Linked DNA regions of Pan troglodytes: region 2 is linked to region 1. The links are chromatin contacts, called in public HiChIP or PLAC-seq maps. All regions are on one chromosome and are shown on one strand. Each heading gives the region's core, a stretch centred on a gene start, on an enhancer-like site or on the middle of the called end of the contact. The rest is flanking DNA. Distances are from core to core; before and after follow the strand shown. Region 1 holds the start of PTMS (parathymosin). Region 2 holds the start of CDCA3 (cell division cycle associated 3).

Evidence for each region. HiChIP or PLAC-seq counts read pairs in DNA pulled down with a chosen protein or histone mark.
Region 2: an H3K4me3 HiChIP or PLAC-seq map of stem cell-derived excitatory neurons shows a contact between it and region 1, with 2.4 times the contacts expected there. The contact joins the promoter of CDCA3 here to the promoter of PTMS in region 1. A contact is called at or near these places in 1 of 7 Hi-C or Micro-C datasets (stem cell-derived neural progenitor cells) and 1 of 1 datasets of contacts at active chromatin or transcription factors (stem cell-derived excitatory neurons).

What each region holds. Positions count from the first base shown.
Region 1 is chr10:13,946,948-13,951,427 of NHGRI_mPanTro3-v2.0_pri, forward strand. PTMS (parathymosin) reads left to right here and starts at 1,529. Exons shown (of 5, transcript XM_016922858.3): 1 at 1,529-2,365. The coding sequence starts at 2,321. It overlaps MLF2 (myeloid leukemia factor 2), which reads right to left and starts at 2,825. Exons shown (of 9, transcript XM_063786254.1): 1 at 2,756-2,825.
Region 2 is chr10:14,032,921-14,037,430 of NHGRI_mPanTro3-v2.0_pri, forward strand. CDCA3 (cell division cycle associated 3) reads right to left here and starts at 1,606. Exons shown (of 5, transcript NM_001280444.1): 1 at 433-1,606; 2 at 67-196. The coding sequence starts at 552. It overlaps USP5 (ubiquitin specific peptidase 5), which reads left to right and starts at 937. Exons shown (of 20, transcript XM_016922860.3): 1 at 937-1,890. The coding sequence starts at 1,780.

The DNA.
Region 1 (4,480 bases), core at 279-2,778:
TTAGGCTTCTGGATTGGCTGATTCAAATGAGCATTCCACCTGGCAACAGGGTTTCTATTGGCTATCAGGAAAAATAGGAGGAAGGTGGATGGAGGTTGTTGGTGGCGGTGATTGGAGGGGGGAGGGGAGTGGAGGTGACCGGAGTGGGGGGCGGTTACCAGGGCAACAGGGTAAGAGCCCAGCAGGGTGTCCGAGACAGCAGGCGGGGCTGGGAGGTGGAGTGGAGGGAAGAGGAAAGGAAGGCGGGAGGGAGAGGAAAGAGCCTGATGGGGAGGGAGCGAGACTGGGAGACTGGGTTGTTGGGGGGGGGGGGAGTAGCAAAGGATCGAGGAGAGGGAGATAAATGAAGCAAGAGGAGTACAGAGATGGAGACGGTGAGAGACGGCTGAAGACATCAGCCAGTGAGTCAGAGAAACAGATTGAGAGAGGGACATGGAAAGATCTCAGAAAAGATGGACAGAGTCCGGCAAGGAAAAATCCTGGATGGGGCCCCAAGATTTTTGAGGAGACTGAGACTGAAATATTGATAGAAAAGTCAGAAAGAGAAACTGGGAGGCGTGTACATCAAGGGACCAAAAGATGGTGTATTTAAGCACTCAAACACAAAATAATGATAATGATCATCAACGTAGTTTTTTATTAATAAAATGAAAATAAGATGAGGAATAATGATAATGACAGACAAATATGGGAGTGCACGCACACCAAAGGTCTTTTTCCAAACCCCAGCCTTCCACTCTGTCCACCTTCCTGACCTTTAATACACAACCCAGCCCCTGTTCCCTTCTGAAATCCCAAGCTTTTCAAAATGACTCAAAGATACCGAGATTGAGGGCGAGGAGCTGAGGATGTGTGGAATAGGGTGGGGCTGGAACTCCAGACCTGGACCTGTATTATATTTGCAAAGGAGGCAAATATAACCCAGAAAGGCTAGGGAAGATGGCAGCAGAGGAATGAGAAAAGCTAAAGGATGGAAAATGTAAAAAATGAGGACAGAAAGAGGAGTTGAGGAAAGCCAGCCAAGAATAGAGGGCCAGGTGCCTGACTCAGATAAGACAAGAGCAGGGTTGTCTGGGAAAGATAGGGAAAGAGACCAGAGGTGGAAGGGCAGAAGAGAGTCAGTGAGGAGTGGAGAAGAGGTGAGAGAAGAATGGGAGCGATTCGAGTTATAATTGGTTGTGAGGGAGGGGTCTAGGTACAGATGACTGAGGACGGATGAAGAGAAATAGAAGGACCAGGCGAATAAAAGTGAGGTGAGACGGGCGAATAAGAGAGGTAGAAGATGGAAGAGAGCTGGAAGACAGCAAAGGAGACCAGGGGGCCTGACTCCCCCCGGCTCACAGCACGGGGCCAGGAAGGGAGGCACCCGGCAAGGGTCACAAGTGTCAATCTGGCGGGACAGAAGGCTGGGCCGCCCTTTCTGCCCTCCCACCCCTCCTCAAGGCCATCCAGAGAATGTGGATGGAGGATGAGAGGGGGAAATCCGGCGTGGTGTGGAAGGAGCGCCCGAACCCTCTTCCTCTTCTTTAAGCTTTTGGTTTCTCAAATACCTGCCCTATCTTCCCATCTGCTCCCCTCACCCCACCCCTTGGCAAAATCCCAGGGCTTTTTTTGGGGTCAGTAGGATTCTGGCCACCTCTCCAGTCCGCCCCCAAAAGCCAGACTCCACATTCGCAGGCAGTAGGTTGGGATTTGGAAAGGTGCCTCCCCGCAGGAACCCCACCCCTTCCCACCTCCTCGCCCCACTCTTTCTCCGCGGCCGTCAGTCTCTCCATTTCCCCCTCCTGGTCTCGTCCTCCCTCCCGACTCCCTAGCTCTCCCTCCCCTCGCTTTCATCCTCCTATCCCCACCTCTCCAACCTCCTCTTTCATCCCCCTCCCCTCTCCTCTCCTCCCCGCTCCCGCCTGCCCCACCCCTGGGAAGCCCCTCCCGTCGGGCAGCGCCGCCTTATAAGCGGGTTCCCTTCCCGGGGGCGGCAGCGGCTGGTCGGCGGCAGCTCTGCTGGTGCGGGGGCGGCGAGCCCGGGATCGAGCTACCGCGGCCGAGCGCGCCGGCCACTGCCTGCACCGCCCTTCCGCCCGCCCTCCGGACGGCCGCAGCCCTGCGGGTCTCCGCTCCAGACCCACCCCCGCCCCACCCCGCGCGCCTCTGCCGCCTCTTCCAGAGACCCAGCTTGCCGAGCGGCCGCCGCTGCCGCTGTCGCCGCCGCCGCCGCCACCGCGCCAGGTTCCGGCCGCGGCCACCCTCCGCCGTCCAGGGCCCCTCCGTCTTGGCCCCGGGACCCCGGCTCCCCGCCAGCCCCGGCCCCGGCCCCGGCACCATGTCGGAGAAAAGCGTGGAGGCAGCGGCCGAGTTGAGCGCCAAGGTACGGGCGGGGGCGGCGGCGGCCCGGACCTCGCGCAGCCCTGGGGCCCGGCGCGGTCCTTCGCCCCAGGCCGCCACCGACGGCCCCGCGCGGCCTTTGCGCCCGGGTCCTGGCGGACCCCACTGCGCCCTCCCACCGCTCCCCGGCCCGGAGCTCCTTTCCCGGCTCCGCGCGGCTAGCGCCAGCGCCCTCTAGCTGCCCTGCGCGCACCACGGCGTCCGGCCTCGCCGCTCCGGTCGCGCCGGCCCCCGCAGCCGTCCCCACCCCTCTTCGGCCCCACCTCGCTGACCGGATCCCGTCCGGCTTCCCGTCCGAACGCCCCGAGTCTCACTTTGCCGCGCCCCCTCCCTGCGCCCCGCTGCCGCGTCTTTCCTTGCAACCTGACCTCACCTTTCCTCGCTAAGCGGTTTGAGATCCTCAAGTGTAAACAGGACTCTCCCTGGAGGCTGCTCCTCCGGGCCCCTCCCCGCGGCCCGACCGTCGCTCGCTTCTCTCCCCGGACGGCGGCCGCCTCTGTTTTCTCGTTCCCTCCCCTCAGCTGGCTTTCAGCTTTCTTTTCTCTTCATCGTCCCCTTCCCGCATACACACTGAAAGAATCTCTAATTCCTAAAAATTAGAAGCGGGGCAGGACTAGCCTTCGAAAAAGCCGAGGCTGGGCATTGCATGGCATTGCGTCGAGCTGTCCTCGCCCTCATCAGCTCCCTTCCCCGGCCCCATCCGTTCGCCCTTGCCTCTCTTCCAGCCTTCCTCTAATTTCCCCAGGGAACCTGCGGAGTGTCGCTTTGGGAAATTAACGCGGCCGGGGTTTGGGGGCTGGGAGCCCTATCTTGTGTGTGTATGTGTATGGCGGGGTGGGGGGGGGGGGCGCGGTGGTTGCTGAGGGGCCGTCACACAGGTCTCCCGGAGGCCCGCGGAGTGAAACGGGGGGAGCCAATGGGATTAACGGCGGTGGGAGAGGGGCTGTGTGCGATCTGCCAAGGTGCGCCCGTGTGGCCCTCCGGCGGGCTGTGCGGTGGCATGTGACTTCACTGAGTAGGTGTCTTTGTATGTCTGAAATCCAGCGAGTGTGTGGGACTGCCCGTGTCAGTTACATGTGTGCATGTGGAGACGTAGATGTTCTGGAGCCATGTTGTCGCTTTGTGAGTGCTGAGTGGCTCCGCTGTGCTCCCGTGCTGTCTCAAGAGTGTGGACCAGAATGGCCCAACGCTGGGCCATGTGTCTCCCATCGCGTGGGTGCTCCTCTCTAACTGTGTCTGTGCATGGCTGTCGGCCGGTGTCGGTGTGTGTGCCTGTGTTGAGTAAATGAGGCCAGAGGGCTGCTTAGCGGAAGACCTAGGGCCCAGGTCACATATTCTCCTGGAAAAGGGATCATGGAAGGACAGTGACCAGAAGGACAGAACAGGGGAGGAGAGGGCCCGGCCCCTTGAACTTTGGTCTCTGGTATTCTCCCTCCCTGCATCAGCCCAGATGGGAAAGTCAGGCCAGGGCCATACAGACTTTTGGTGCTGGGGCCCCCAGAGAGAAGCTAACCAGCTCTTTGCTCTCCTGGCCCAGGACGTAGGGAAGACCCCCCTAGGTAGTGGAAATGCCATACTGACCTTGTGGCACAGAAATGAAGACCTCACGGTGGGGTGGAAGGGCACCCTCTCTGGAGTGAGAGTGAAGAGTTCTGAGCTACCCTTAAAGGGAGAAGGGAATTGAGTGCCCCCCAGGGCAGCTGTTCTGCACCAGGCTCCTCTCCTATCCCCTATCCTGTTCCAGAAAGGACCCCCCACCCAGCCCAGGGTGATCTCACACAGGAGACTTCCATTCACATGGAATCAGATACACAGCGTGGCACACCAACACCAGATCAGATCACACAAGGACACCTACCGTGTTACACTGTGCCTGCCAAGGAGTGGGTGGGGAGAGCACTGGAATCTGAATTGGGAGGCTAGTGTAGTGTCCAGAAGGGACTCAGATGTGCCATATCAGCACAGGACGTCAACCTGTGCCTGCTAGGATCTTGGGGTGAAGGAGAGGGGCTGGCTGGTGGGAGGGTCTACTAGACTGGTCCCTCCCTCTTCTCCATTCCTATTCCACCCCAGTCACAGACCTTGTTTGTTGCTCTCT
Region 2 (4,510 bases), core at 356-2,855, 86 kb after region 1:
TTCATGGACCCTACCCAAGAATAATAGATGACAGCTTCATCAGCATTCCCTGGGCCCAACACTTACCTCCACTGCTGGTCTTCATAGGTGTCCGTGCAATACCAAGAGTAGGAGAGCGGGGATCTGAGTCCTGGGCATGTTTAAGACCCTCCAGTTGCTCCCCTGCTGGTAGGCCTGGCTGTGGAGAGCTCTCCACCTGTCAAGACCATAGGCTAGAACAAGTCTGGGCCCTGACTCTTCTCTCCTCTCCTCCCCATATTCCAGGAAGGAATTGCCAAGGCCCTCAGATATCCAGCCTACCCCACACAGATTGAGATTGCAGAAAATAAGGCTAGGATAAGGGTGGGGGCATGACGGCTCTCTCAAAATCAGGTTAGGAAGAGACCCAAGAATTCAGACATTCTCTGCCTTTCCCACGCTGGCCCAGAGTACCTGGATGGGAGTGCGCAGGATGCCAGCACTAGGTGAACGGGGGTCCGCCACTCGAGCCAGATGCTTGTTGTGCGGCGGAGGCGGCGCTGGTGTGACTGGGACGCTCTTGGCTGAGCCCATCTCCACCAGGAGTTGCAGGGTGGGGGCAAGGGCCAGCCCGGGACGAGGAGGGAATGCCTGTGAGAAGTGACTCAGGTCTCAGCCCTTATCTCTTCCACGTCGGACCTTCAACCCTAAACCACCCTGTCTTCCCAGTTTCCAGTGAAGAAACTTCCTGGCGAGGGACCAGAGGCCTCTGCGGAGTTAATGACTGCTGCAGCTGACAAAATGGCTCGTTCTGGGCCTGCTGAGCCCTCTAACTTATTTATTAAATTATTCAAATCACTTACCGGGCCCCAATTCCACCTCTGGATGCACAACAGCTCGTGGCTCAACTCCCGAAGTTACCAGTTTCAAACTTCCCGCCACGCCCCCTGCCCTGACCCTATTGGCTGAGCCGACGTAGTTCCCATAGGCCCTCCACGTAAGACCCGCCTCGAGCCAAAGGAAGCTGTTGGTCTGGGAGAACGTCTATCATGGTGACTGTGGGTGTCAATGGACTGATGCTAGGCTTGCCCAGGGGTGACGCCTCCTTGATAAGGGTACTTCTGTTCAGTATCTGCCTGCGAGCCGTCCGTGGCAGACTGAGGAGTGCCAGTCTTCGCTTTTGAGACGTCTAGTCTCAAGAACGAATTATTAAACAAAATAGAATCATGAGTGATTACACTATTATGCGCACATCCAGCTGGAGTTGTGATGGTTTTCCCGAGGCGAGCGATAGTAGCTTTATTGGTTGACAGCTGTATCAGTCACTCGACACAACCCCCTCAAGCTCCGCCTCACTGGATACCCCCTTTTCAAATACCAAGACAACTGTCCCTCGACCTTCCGACCGGACAGGTCCCCAGGAAACTTTCTGGAATTGAGAGGCCTAAAACAACCGTCAGTTCCTGCTCTTCAATAGAAGGCACGCGAATGGACTCTAAGGGTCCCAGAGCCGGAGCAGCTGCGGAGCCGCAGCAGCTGCAACCCCGAAGCCCACCTAGCTGCTCTACGTGCGCTCCCGCCCTGGAGGAGTGGGATTGGTTCTTTCAACCATCAATTGCCTTAGGAGCGCTTCTCATTGGCGTCAGTCAAGCGCGGGGCAGGGGCGGAGCACCGGCAGGCAGGCTCCGTCCAACTGCCATTCTCGCGCGTCGTCTCCGCGGCGCATGCCCCTAACGAGTGGCGCTCATTGGACGGGAGGGGCAGGGGAGGGGACTGGGAACGGTGGGAGCCGCCGTGTGTGGAGAAGCTGCTGCCGGTGTCATGGCGGAGCTGAGTGAGGAGGCGCTGCTGTCAGTATTACCGACGATCCGGGTCCCTAAGGCTGGAGACCGGGTCCACAAAGACGAGTGCGCCTTCTCCTTCGACACGCCGGTAAGCCCATTCCCCACGCCCGCAACGAGCACGACTTCCTTCCATCGCCCTGGTCATTCCACTGGGGCCTGCAAGGCTTGGGCTACCGCCTCCCTGCGATGCACCATGGGACTTGTAGTCTCCCACGCTCCACTCTGCCGTTGCCTTTCATTAACTGCGGCTGTCGTGTGACTACCGTCCCCGGAAGCCGCCGCGCTCACCTCTCCGGCTCCCCGCTTCGTGGAGCACTGTGGGCATTGTAGTCACTCACTGCCTTCGTTGCCGTTCTAAGCTAGGGGCGCAGCCCGACCGTCGGACTACATCCCCCAAGTGGACCCTTGAGAAAACCTGGCAGTCGGCCTTGTCTGCCGCGCACGGCTCTCCGGGTTTTGTAGTCTCGTGTAGGAGTGATGGGGACGACTCCCCACTGTTCTCGGCCGGGGTTGGAGTTGGGGGGTGGGGACCGCAGTTCCTAGGCGGTTAATAGTCTGGGAGTGGACTCTCAAGAAGTCCGGTTCTGAGAAAGGCAGAGAGCCTCCACCCCGTGGTTAAAACAGACAGGAGGCGGGGAGGGGAGGAAAGAGGAGAGGAAAGCTCTAGTCGTTTCTCCTTTGAAGTGAGCAATGGCCGCAGCCCCCACCCTTCCCCCGCCCCCCAGCCTATCACGGACAGCTGAGATAACCCCTTTTAAAGTATTCCTAGAGAGGTGGTTTCTTTCTCGGAGGATGCTAAGGCCTCTTTCCCATCCCGCTCCTACTCTTGGCTAGTTACACAAAGCCACCTCCCACACCATGCTTCACGTTTTGCAGGCTCCACCTGGTACCTCCCTTCCTGCAGTTCTGCCTTCCCTATGTCACCCTCAAGCCAAGGCCCTTTGGGGCCTGAACTGAGAAGGCAGCAGCTTGGTTGGGATCCGCCCCCCTCACCACCCCTCCCCTCAAGCTGCTGTGCCCTGCCCAGTGTATTCTGCCAGACCAGCTCATGGCCTGAAAACTGCAAGTCAGAGTGGAAAGCCTTCATTACTGCATCACCAGTACTGAGTAGAACAGCATGATGTGAGGCCCAGTTCAGGATCATCACTGTGATTTGTGGTTTGCTTGGTTTGCTAGGCTTTGATCTGGGCCTCAGACAATGTGCTGCTTCTCTGAAGTCTGGCTTTGGCAGAGGTAAAAGAGCACTGCGCGGAGCAGAGCTCCGGGGTTCCCAATCCTTGGTGAAATCAGCATCTTTAATTTCCAACAGAGGAGTTTAATCACTTCAGAGCTCCCACATTCTTCCCAGGAGGGAAAGGTTTTTCTTAAATTACCAGCAGGTGGTAGAAGTCAGTGGGTCCCTCTTTACACTTTTATTCACTCCTGTCTCTCTCCTTAGTAACTGCTTTGAATAATCCAAAAAGGGTTTTTGTAATCTTCTGAAACTTTCTCTTTTTCACCCCAAGTCAAGAGATTTTCAGTGTGCCCTAGTTCTTTGCTAACCAACTTCCAGCATATTTGGTTACCTTCAAATTGGGCTCATGGTAGAAAGAGCTTAGTTGACCTCCCCGGTGAGAAATGCTCTATTTGTTCATGAACTTGCAGTACACACTGTTCTAGGAAGTGGTACAGAGCAATCTATGGGACCAAGAACTACCTTAGACAGTGCACTATTTTTCATATCACAGCAGAGAAATGTTCAAGGCCACTGAGACTTTTATTCCTGGAAGAGGATGTCTGTTGTTGCTCAAAGCCTTGGATCTGAGGGAAGACCCTTATTGTCTCCAATTTCCTCCTCCACCTTCTCCATCACTCTTTACAAAGGCACTGGAAAACTTGGTCAGCTTTGGGGGAAGCCCATCCTCCCTTCTCAGCTGTGTTTCTGGGTGGACACCCGTCTGTCCCTGTTTTCACGGGTTATGTGTGTTCTAGCTATCTCAGCAAGTGTTGCGAGATTGTTGTCAGAAGGGGATGGCTTTGAGATTGGTGATTTGTTGGGACTTCAGCAGGGATCTTATTGGTCGGAGGGGAGGCAGAGGAGAGAGGGTGGTGGCTATGGAATGCTGGACTTCATGACCCTGCCAGACTGGGTGCGTGTTTAGCTGTGAGTCCCTAATAAGTCATTGTTCCCCTGGAAGCCACACTTCAGCAGGAGAGGAGGGAGAAGACTCACAGTGTGGACCAGGGTTTGACTACCTGGTAGAATGTGGTAAAAGAAAGGTCTTTTTCGCTGGATGTTTAGTCTCACCGCTGTAATCCCAGCACTTTGGGAGGCCAAGGTGGAAGGACTGTTTGAGGCCACACAAGTTAAAGACCAGCCTAAGCAACATAGCGAGACCCCACCTCTAAAAAAAAAAAAAAAAAAAATCTAGGCATGGTGGCATGTGCCTGTAGTCCCAGCTCCTTTGGAGACTGAGGCAGAAGGATCACTTGAGCCGGGGAGGTTGAGGCTGCAGTGAGCTATGATCGTGCCACTGCACTCCAGCCTGGGTGACAGAGTGCAGTGTCTCTAAAATAAATTTTTTTTTTTTTAAAGGAAAGGTAATTTTGCTTGCTGGCACACTCGGGTCAGATATACTGTTCAAGTGCTGGAATCTCTGCTCCTCTGGTCTGGAAGGTTTTCTGAATCATGGAGATGAGATAGGGTTTGTCTTAGGTGTCCCCTGGTT